Regions from separate parts of the Mus musculus genome. Here region 1 is linked to region 2. Evidence: chromatin contacts called from public HiChIP or PLAC-seq data. All regions are on one chromosome and are shown on one strand. Each heading gives the region's core, a stretch centred on a gene start, on an enhancer-like site or on the middle of the called end of the contact. The rest is flanking DNA. Distances are from core to core; before and after follow the strand shown.

Region 1 (5,088 bases), core at 100-2,599, 46 kb before region 2:
GTGGGTAGCCTGTATAATTGAAATTAGGAAGATTATTACTAAAGGGAATTGAGGGATGGGGAAAATAGAGATTAGGGCTGCTGTCTTCTTACCAAGCAGCAACAGCAGTGACAAAGGTTAGCCTGTTCTCCCTTGGACCTAGACCCTGTCTGTGGGTTTTATCAGGAAAAAAAAAAAAGATACCCACTCTTGACCCCTGAGACACAGACAAGCTGATTGGAGTGCAGGTGTTATAGACTACAAGGAGACTTCCCAATGCTCTGAGGACCTCAAGCCCCAAGGCCAGCTTCTAAAAATGCTGGGCTAGGGACAAGTGGGGCGAATGATGTAGGAATTGCCAGCAGTTTTGTGTTCCCTGCTCTGTCCTGTTAGCCTTAGTGATGAGTGCTAACCAAGTCCTAAGCCCTGCAGGCCTGGGTGAAGACATGAAAGCCCCACAGGGAAGGACTTCATGCCTAACAGGAAAGGCAGGTATAGTCTGTGTCCTGGAAAGAAGCTGGCAGCAGGCCCACTGGCACTCATCAGAGAAGCAAACCTTATCTGAGAAACAGCAAGGCCAGAGACATGAACTGAAGCTATGAAAACTCAGGTGAGGTCTAGGAAAGAACTTCCTGACTTGCCATGAGCCTTTATAATGTCCAGCCTTTATCTTCTATCAGAATGTTTAAGGAGAAATAGTATGGTGTGTACTCAAGAGTGTGGCCCATGTTGTCCTCTGTCTCTTCTCCCCTGGTGAGCCATCAGTATCTATCTTCTAGGAAGAGCTGCCAAGTATTTTACTTTGGTGATACCTGGGACTCATCTATGGCCTGTGTTCTGGCACCTGGGCCTACCATTGGCAGAAGGAAACTAGGGATCCTGTGTGTTTATCTGGAAGCTTCCTCTCCTTACTGTTCTCATCATTCTTTCTCCTAAACATGAGACTGGGTGGTGTGATCTCTGGGTGGTAACATGAGCTGATCAGAGTGGGGCATCTGAGTCCCTAGAGTTCACCAGGCAGCCCCAGAAAGATGGGCAGTCAGCTCTGTGCTTAGGCGACAGAGTGAGTGGAACCTACCAAAGGTTCTGGTGAGGTATCAGGAAGGCAGACCTGAGGTGGCAGAGGCATTCACTGCACAAAGCCAGACGTTGAGGCTGGTTCTGGGCACAAGGCTAGCAGCGCACAAGAGCCATTTGGAACTTTTTCTGCAGGCTGCGGCAAGTCATAAAAAAAATCTTTTAAGTGGGGAATTGATAGGATTGGGTTTGTGCTTTAGAAAGATAACTGGCAGCCTTGGGGAGGACGAAGTGACAGTGTCGAGAGCAGAGCAGGACTCAGCACTGCCAGCTGGAATGACTCACCCATCCTGCAGCCACAGGCTTCAGTGTTCCAGGGGCAGAGAATGACAAGACCCTAGCCACCCTCTCCCAGTCAGCAAAGCAGACAGTCTGCAGTGAATGAGACAGATACAAAGTTTATGAAAGAATATACATATACATATACATATACATATACATATACATATACATATACATATACATATACATATATATTAGAAAGAGAAGAATATGGGGAAGGGAGGATATGCTACTGAGTGATACAAAGTGCCATGGAGGAAACGGAGCAGGACAGTGTGGAAGATGATGACCAGGGCTGCACAGTTGAGAGTCACAATGGGCTTTGTGCAGCACTGATGCAGGAGGAAGGTGGGTGGGTGCTGTGGAGCTCTGGAGAAGAGGGACACCTGACCAGCCCCTGTTTGTGCACTTACCTCCTGTGTTGCAGGCTATGAGAAGAGGAGCAGGTCTGAGGACCATGGGGTGACATGTTCTTTACAGTCTGTGTGTTCCAATGGCCCGGGGCTCATACTTGTCCAGCCAACACCCACTGGGTGGGTTTGGAAGCACTGGCCATAGGCTTATGGGAAGGGCTGCCTCAGCCCCAGGCTTTCTTTATGTTTAGAGATCCATGACTTAAAACTGAGCTTAGAAACAGCAGTTTAGTAATCCCTCCCCTTACAAAGACAGAACTGGCATTTCATTCCCAGCTCTATTAATGGGCTCACTTTGGGAATAAAGCCAGTCTCCCTGAAGGCAGGGCTGGCGCATCTCTTTGTGCCACTTTTGTTTTCTTCTGAGTGTTACATTTAGATTAGCTTCTGGGGATTAAATGGTATTACAGTCCAATCTTTTTTTTTCTCCTTTTTTAATCAGTAGAGAGGTGACTGCTTAGCAGTGTTGCTGTTAGATTATTTTCCTGGGTTGTGTCACCTCCCCATTCCTAATCTTTGGGGGAAACTTGGCTGAGGCTGCATCTGCTCCTGACTTGGGAGGAGCCAAGCCATGCAGTGCAGCCCTGTGGTGCGCACATGCTACTTCCCTAGGGTGTGTGGCCTGGCAAGTGGGAAACAAAGTGTCAGTGCTGGGTGCTGTCAGTGAGGGCTGCTTACCTAGTGCTGGCTGCTGGGCTCTCACCTGCCAGATTCCCAGAGGCCTGCCGGGCTGGAGGCAGGACAGCCTTGTCTCTGGCCCTGACATCTAGTTCTCAAGAGAACAGGGTGGATGTCACAGAAAGACGGCTCAAAACAGCTGGAGATTCAGACAAGTGTCCTAGGTGTAGGTGTAGTCTCTAAACCATAGCAAAAAATCATATTTCTAGCCGTGTGAGGGTTTCACCTTCTGAGAGCTGACATTGTCTGGCTCCCTTAGACAAGCCTATTGTAAGCACGGGTGTAGGTCATTTTTGGAGCACCCACCTGTAAAGGTTGAGTCATCAGTGACCATACTTATACCTTCCATCTCCTGTCTGCTTGGCCTGGAAGTTAGCAGAGAGTGTCCATAATGACAGCTTAGATGAGCCTCACAAGCTTCCTCTTTCCCTGTCTGTGGCCCTAACAGTTAGGTGACAGAATCTTTCATATTCCCCTGCCTTGGTTTTTCCTCAGCCCTCACAGAAGAGGTGTATGTCTCACTGGAGTCCTCTCCTCTCACTGCTGCTGTGTTGTAGGCACCATCTCCCTCATCCACAGACTGTGCTCTGTCAACAGTGCCACACCCACCTGATCCTCCTTGGAAAACTGATGCCTGCTGAATCAACTGACTCCTCAACTGACTCCACTGGCCATTGGCATAAGCTTCCTGCATGTTCAATTCCACATAAGCTCAGCTTGGGCCGTAGGATCAGGACCCAGTGTCTATTCTATGAGTGGCACTCTAGGTGGACTCAATCCAGCCTGGGGACTGATGTATGTAATTTTATATCTTGTTGCTCCTCATACTCCACCTTCTAGTAACTTGTTGGCCACTGTTCTTCATACTTCAAGTAAGTCACTGATGAGCCTGGGAGTTGTCCAAGCCTAAAAACATCCATTAAGACTTCTACCATGTGCCTTTGTTCAGACAGCCCTTGGCCAAGTCCCTGGCCATCACCTTGTGTTTATCATTCCATAGCTGCAGGCTGGATGGTGAAGGAGAGAACCTTCCAGGAATGTAGAGACTGGAGCTGTCCGGCCATTAGTGCCCACTGCCATAGCCAGGATTCCTGGAGAAGAAAAGATGAAATGGGGGATGTATGTTCAACGGACTCGTGCATTACTGATGGAGGAAAGGAGAGATGGGGAAGGGGGCCTTATGTTCAACAGACCCATGCATTCCTGCTGCTGCCTCACCAAACCAGTCTCTTGAAGCCAATCCAGCATCTACTGGGGTGACTTGACCCCTCTAGAGTGTGCTGTGCCTGTTCTCTGCTGGATGTACCAGTAGTGGCATGCTCTTCAGACTGCACAAACTGTGTTCTTGACCACAGTTCGGTGGATGGAGGGGGTGTAGACATGGGAAGAAGATGGTCCTCTGATCATCCTCCTGCCCACAAAGACCTTTCTGTGCTTTCTCCTAGCATTTGTTCTGTTTTCTAGGAAGGAGCCAGCTCCATGCAGTAGCCCATGGGCTTTGAAGCAGAGAACCAAATCCTGTCAGTGTCTCCCATAGTGGCCCCTCTCAGTCCCAGTTATATTGTCTCTAACACTTGATCTCTGTCTTAGGTAGGGTTTCCATTGCTATGAAGAGACATCATGACCAAGGCAACTCTTATAAAGGACAACATTTAATTGGGGCTGGCTTACAGGTTCAGAGGTTCAGTCCATTATTATCAAGGCAGGAAGCATCTTAGTGTGTCCAGGCAGGCATGACACTGGAGAAGGAGCTGAGAGTTCTCCATCTTGTTCTGAAGGGAACCAGGAGAAGTGTAGCATCTGGGCAGCTGGAAGGGTTTCAAATCCCACCTGCAGTGACACACTTTCTCCAACAAGGCCACACATCTAATAGTGCCACTCTCTGGACCAAGCATTCAAACCACCATACCCTCAGTAGCTCCCAAGGGCTGCAGAGAGGGCTGAGTCCATCCTACGTTCCTCCTAAGATTTGTGATGAGTCTTCATCTCCTTCAGAAGGCAGATAGGAAGTTGTTTCTGTCTCCATTCCATTCTCTCTCAAGCCCACTGAATATATGCTCTCCTTGCTTCTTTCCCAAGAGCCCCACAGCCTGGAGTACAGAGAATGAGAACTGCCGTGGCTCAAGGTTCCTCTTCTGCCTGGCAGCCTCTTCCTTGTAGCCTCCTTGGCCCAGCCAAAGTCACCAGGAAGCTGGCAAGGCATAGTATGTTCCTCTTCCCTTGGTGGTAGCTTTGGTACAGCAATGGCATTGAATTGTGTGAATCTTTGTCCTGCCTAACACCTGGAGCCCTGCCTGGCCTCAGCCCTGTAGGACTGCCCATCTTCCCTTCCCATAAAGAGACAGGATTACCTAGTTATCAGTAAATGTTCTTTAAGCTTTAACTCCATTCCAGATGTTCTTTTACTTCCCTCTGGTCCCAGCACACAGATCTGCTGATGAAGCCAACCTTGGTCTGTCAAGCTGGCTCTCAGCCTTCTGAGCCAGTCTCTGGTTTCAAGAGACTGTCATGTTTAGCCCTTGCTTACAATCCTAGTTAGAAGGATGGACCAGAGGACTCTTGTGCTTGCACTGTATGTCCCTTGAGTCCATGCTACGGGTTAGGAGCTAGGGAACTCTGCCCTCACACTCTTCTGCCCTGGGTACTAATTCAGTCTGCA
Region 2 (5,266 bases), core at 1,801-4,300:
CATGCCATGGGCTGGCTATGACTGGCCGTGCAAAGCTGTGGCAGAAACAGTAGAGGGAATGTTGTTAGAGGCCAGAGTGGGACTTGTCTCGTGTGTGGGTGTGGGTATGTGTGGAGAGGGAAATCATGCATGAACTGGAGGGGCATACTGGTAAGCCAGAGGGGAGAGCAGGCCAACAGGTGGACATATGGAGCCCTCTGTGCTGGGGAGCTGTACAGTATATGTTTGTGAATATGTTCTGTATACGCAAATGTTCCCCAGGTATGTGCATGTGTCTTTATGTGAGCTCATGTTTGTGTGTACATGTCTATAGATGTGGGTGTATGCAATGTGTATGTACAGTGTACATATGCCTGAGTATATGTACATAAGTGAATGTATGTATATAGGCCTGAGTGTAAGTGCATGGATATGTACATTTGTATGCATGCCTGAGTTTGAGTACATGTATGTATGTATGCCTATACATGAGTGTCCCGTATGTGTACCTATGAGTACATATGTGTTTGTATATCTGAGTATATGTATATGTACCTGTACATGTGTGAATACCTGTGTGATGTGTGTACATGTGCATGCATATATATGTGGAGAGTTCTGAACAGGAGGCTCTCCACCAACTCTACTTTGACCCTTGAGTCATGGGTGGAAGCCAGAGACAAGAAAGGCCCACAACCTCCAGCTAGGAGGTGGCAGGAGGGAAGAGGGTGAAATGGGCTAGGAGGCTCTGATGAGGGAACAGGGGGAAGACTGAAATGGCCTGAGGCTTGAACCTGGGTCTGGGAGAAGTGGGTCCTCCAGCATGCCTGGGTTCTCCCTATGCCTTCCTCCTTATCCCTTACCCCTAATACGGGGCTGTCAGAGGGGAGGAAGAGCCAGCTGAGCCCATTTGTAGGAGGGTCTGTCACAGGTGCAGAAATGGCCCTGAAACTGTTCGCTGCTGGAGCATGTGAAGGGAGGGGCCTTAAGAACCTTATTAGGCCCCCTTGACCAGAACCTTGCTCCTGGGACTACTCCTCTCCTTTCCAGTTCCTGCAGGGAAGTGACCCCCAAGGGGGAAACGCAGAGGGAGGAGCCCTGGCAGCAGCAGTCACAGCAGCTGTGCTGACTCACTTCCTTTCTCTGCAATGTGGTCAAGCCAAAGCTGCAGGCCCAGGTTCAATTCCAGCTCTTCTATGGTCACAGGCTTTCTTCTTCTGCTGCTTCTCGGGACTCAATAAGACCACATAAAAAAGAGCTGAGACATCAGTGGAGGCACAGTGCAGCTGAGAGGGATCAGTGGAACTACTAACTGATCCAAAGCAATAGCCCCTAGCTGGATTTCCTCCAGAAAAAGGTTTTCGGAGGTCACCTATCCCCTCCTGTGGGATGGTAGCCGTGTTTGTGTAGATTCTTTGGCGTTCTTCATGTATTCTGGATACCTATCCGCTGTGTGTGGGTCACAAAACAGGAAGAGCCTTGAGCACCTGCCTAGCTGTACTTCAGAAGACAGGTTGGCAAAGGCAGGTGTGAGCAGAGGCAGTCAGCCTCTGAAGCTAAGGAGCAGAGGCAACTCAGGGAACAGCTGGACAGGCACAACCCCAGTCTGCCTGTAACCTCCCCAAAGCGTTGCAAGTGGATTACCAAATCTGTGAGGCAGGTAAGGCTGTGGACTGGAAAGCAGAGCCAACTATTGGAAGCAGACAGGTGTGCAACTAGGAAGCCCACAGTTTGAACTGCACCTCTGGGCCAGACTCCAGGCTCTGCCACCAACCAGCGAGGGAGCTTGGGCAGGTCACAGGGCCTGCGCAGTCTGTCTACCCGGTTTGTACAGCACAGCAGAGATTTGTACATTCAGTATGTAGTGCCTGTGGAGTCCGACGGTAAGTGTAACTGTGGAAGAAGGGTCTCACCGCCATTCAGAAGCAAAAAGAACCAGCACCAACTTTCAGCCTGGCAAAATCAAACCATTACCTTTCCCACTGTTGCTGACACTTCTCCATCACGTGGAGGGGTGGGGTTTCACTTGGGGGAAAACCAAGTTTGCATCGTCTGTTGAAGCTAAAGACCAAGGTCTAGAGCAGGGGGCTCCAGTCCAGTAGCAGAAGAGAGGGTTAACTATCCAGAATAGCCTGTGCCACACAGTGAGAGCAAAGACTGACCACAGGACCCTGCATTCCTATCAGAGAGGAAGGCGGGACACCATTTCTATAGCATCCTCAAACAAGCTACACAAAAGAATATGTCATTCAGGGAGACAAAATGTAAACGGTCACACCCAAAGAAAAACCAGGCAAGGATGAGCACAGGGAAAGAGGGTGATGACTGCTTGGGAGACGAGTACGGACAATGGTCCTTACCGAATGAGCTGCACTGGGTCCCCCAGGCTGTGCCCAGTCAGCCTTCGCCCCTCCCACGACCACCTTTTCTGACTGCTCTGTTCTGTTCTGCGCACAGCTGCCTGCTTTGGTCTGGATGCCTTGCACTGGGTGACCTTATTGAGAAAGGTTCTCTACCCGACCGAGACCTGGCGCAATCCAGCTCTGCAGGCCAGCCCCGCGCCCGCGATCGACCCGGCGAGGTCTCTATCCTGCTGGGGTAGTTCTAACACGCCCCGCTGCAGGACCGCGTACCGGACAGGACAGTCGTCCTCTGAGCTTAGGCATCCCGGCACGCGCCACCTCCTGGGGCCTGCGGGGTGCAGTGCCGGTCCCACCTAAGCGATCGTTGCGCAGGCAGAGATGAGCAATAGGACCAGGGCAAGTGCTTCCTCCGGACTCAGTTTACCCTTCCGTGCACGAAAGCTGTACTTCCAGCCTGTGCTCCTTAAAGAGTGCATCGACTCCTGGGACCACCCGGACCACCTCACCCACCCCCACCCCAGTCCAGAGTTTTAAGGCTGAGGTGGCCATCGCCCTTTGAAGGCAAGCGGTGGGGCCCGCCGCGCGCGCTCTCGCCGCGGGGCCGAGCGCCCCCTGCAGGCCATCGCGGGTCCCGCCCCGCCCCCGCCCCCGCCCCCGGCCCCGCCCCCCGGCTTCGGCCGGCGCATGCGCGCGGCACGGCGCTCCGCGGGGCGGCGAGAGCGAGGCCGGTCCGCAGCCGCGCGGAGCTCAGCGCCCCATTCATGCTGGGCAGCGGCGACGCAGCCACGCAGCGGAGCGGAGCCCGGGCGCGGCGGCCTCGGCCTGGGCGGCCTGCGCGGCGTGGGCGGCCCCGCAGAGGGGCGAGCGGCGGGGCGCAACGATGGCCAGCGGCGGGACGCGCCCGGGGTTGGCGGGTGAGTCGGGGCGCAACTTTCCCCGCGGGCGGCGGGAGGCTCGTCGCGGCCCGGGGTCCCGAGTGGCCGGGGGGCGCTGGCGGCGGCCAGGGGGGTGTGCGCGGGGACTGCGGCGCGCGTGTCCGCGGCTGGCGTGTCCTGCGGTTCCGGCCGGGCGCCCGCGTGTGTCCGGGCGCGGTCTCCGCTATGGGCTGCCGCGTCCCGGCGGGTCGCAGCACGTCCGGGGCCCTACGATCCGGGGGGGCGCAATGTCTGTGGCCGCAGTCGCGGTCCCTTCCTCCAGGCAGGAGAGAAAGTTTGCAGTGGCCCCGCGGGAAGGGCCCTGCGGGTGCCCATGTCGGCCCGTGTTGCGCCGGGTCGGACCGGGCCGCGGGTGGGGACGTGGGCCGCAGGCGAGCGCCGCGCTGGGCAGGCCCGGGCAGGGCCGCGGGATTCGGGGCAGGTCCCTGGCTGCGCCTCGGGCCGGCCTGAGGCAGTGGGGTGGAAGTTGCAAGGCTTCGTGGGGACCCCCGCCCCCTCCGGCTCCGGCGCGCGAGTGGGCGCCGCAGCCAGCCCAGGCCCGCAGGCCCTCCACCCGGCTGCAAGGGGCGGTGCGGTGCCACCGGAGAGGACGCCGGCTCGGGCCTCCTCGGCCTCCCCCTGCGCAGGGCCTCCACGGGTCATTCCTTCCCCGGAGGATTCCCCTCTTGCTTCCTGGACGGTCCCAGGCCTGGTGTACGGCGAGGACGGCGGCGGTGATGGGCTGACTCTGGCTGCTGTAGGGAAGGGCGAGTGTAGATTCCTGGGAGGCCCCCTCTGCCTGCAGAGATCCCAGGTGCTGCCCTGGAAGGATACAAGAGGGCTTCAGAGAGGCTACTAGGTGGCCGGAGCCCTCTCAGTCTCATCGGTGGGGTGCTGGGGCCACGCCCCTTGAAAGAAAGGGGTGTGTTGGGGGGGGATGGGAACGAACTGAGCCTCTGCCCCTCTGCCAGGCTCCTACCTCTGGCTCTGGCTCCTGGTGCTACCTACCTCTTCCAGCAGGTGCTGCGGGTCTTCAGTCCCATCAGGGTGGTGCTATCCTGTGCTTCTCCAGCCCTCCTAGAGCACCCCCAGTTTTCCAGCTCCATTGCTTGTTGGGGGTGAGCAGGAGGAGGTAGTGCTGCATTAGGCTGGCCAAGAGTCTGCTGGGTCGGGGAAGCACTCAGCCAGTGCCCTAGGCAGAGGTGCAAAACAGGGACTCTGCTTCAGGGCTAGGCTGTCAGGCAGAGGGGAGGTGGCAGCTTGGAGCCCACCGAAGGTGTCTAAAGGCACAGAGGACAGCATGGGTGGAGGCTTGGGGTGTGTGGTCAGTGTTGGCTGAGGAATGTGTTCTTGGGTTTGGAACCAGACAAGATGTGGTGGACAAAGCCACATCTCTTGGAGCACCTGGACCGGGAGTGTGGGACCCCAGGGGAGACTAGAAGCTTGCACCCTTTCTGGAGAGCACGACTCCAGGGCCTCCATGTAGAGAGTAGACCGTTGGAGACCAACTCCTATGACCTCCCACAGGGTGGGGCAGGGTGACAAGGCAGGGAGATCCTTCTCTTGCCGCTGATGGGGAACCACTAGGTGAGATGTCAGTAAGACCGGCCTGTCCACAACCATAAGGCTCCAGAGCAGCAGGGCACAGGGAGCAAGCTGTCCTCCTGTGAGGGTTTTGAGGGCTTTGTTTCTGAGCAAGAACCATAGTGTTACTCAGAGTTGGGAGAGAGCAGAGTACCAGCTCTCTGCAGTCCACTGGAGGCCTGCTCCAGCGTGGCCCCTGGCAGAGTCCCCGCCGCATCTGCAAGCCCAGCTTCTCTCTCCTGGTCCCTGCTGCACACACCCAGCACCACCATGGCCCTCCTGTTTGACTTCTCACTTGTCCGTCCGGATCAGGGAGCTATGGCCGTTTGTAGTGCTCCCATCTGCGTGTCCAGCAGGTCCATGCCGACCCCCACCCCACCAGCATCCAGTGGACCTGGTTGTTGTAGAGCAGGTGGAAAGGCACCA

What was found. HiChIP or PLAC-seq counts read pairs in DNA pulled down with a chosen protein or histone mark.
Region 1: an H3K4me3 HiChIP or PLAC-seq map of bone marrow-derived macrophages shows a contact between it and region 2, with 4 times the contacts expected there. The contact joins the enhancer-like site here to the promoter of Plxna1 in region 2. A contact is called at or near these places in 1 of 39 promoter capture datasets (the 3T3-L1 cell line), 13 of 484 Hi-C or Micro-C datasets (the C2C12 cell line, the HL-1 cell line, bone marrow-derived macrophages and 8 more), 9 of 115 datasets of contacts at active chromatin or transcription factors (bone marrow-derived dendritic cells, bone marrow-derived macrophages, cardiomyocytes and 3 more) and 3 of 9 other capture datasets (adipose tissue, bone marrow-derived macrophages and liver).

What each region holds. Positions count from the first base shown.
Region 1 is chr6:89,404,647-89,409,734 of GRCm38.p6, reverse strand. All of the region lies in intron 6 of Chchd6 (coiled-coil-helix-coiled-coil-helix domain containing 6), which reads left to right. It overlaps Gm52910 (a long non-coding RNA gene), which reads left to right. Exons shown (of 2, transcript XR_003956464.1): 1 at 1-1,784; 2 at 2,925-5,088. Among named protein-coding and RNA genes, the nearest start is that of Gm52910, 4.5 kb to the left of the region's middle. Within about 2 kb of position 1,349, at least 22 of the 459 cell types and tissues checked have an H3K27ac peak or open chromatin away from gene starts, as enhancers often do. A contact at or near this core is called in the HL-1 cell line, bone marrow-derived macrophages and pancreatic cancer cells, where this site is marked.
Region 2 is chr6:89,360,397-89,365,662 of GRCm38.p6, reverse strand. Plxna1 (plexin A1) reads left to right here and starts at 3,050. Exons shown (of 32, transcript NM_008881.2): 1 at 3,050-3,256. It overlaps Gm40415, which reads right to left and starts at 4,308. Exons shown (of 2, transcript XM_017321867.2): 1 at 4,265-4,308; 2 at 3,072-4,078. The coding sequence starts at 3,919. The coding sequence ends at 3,485.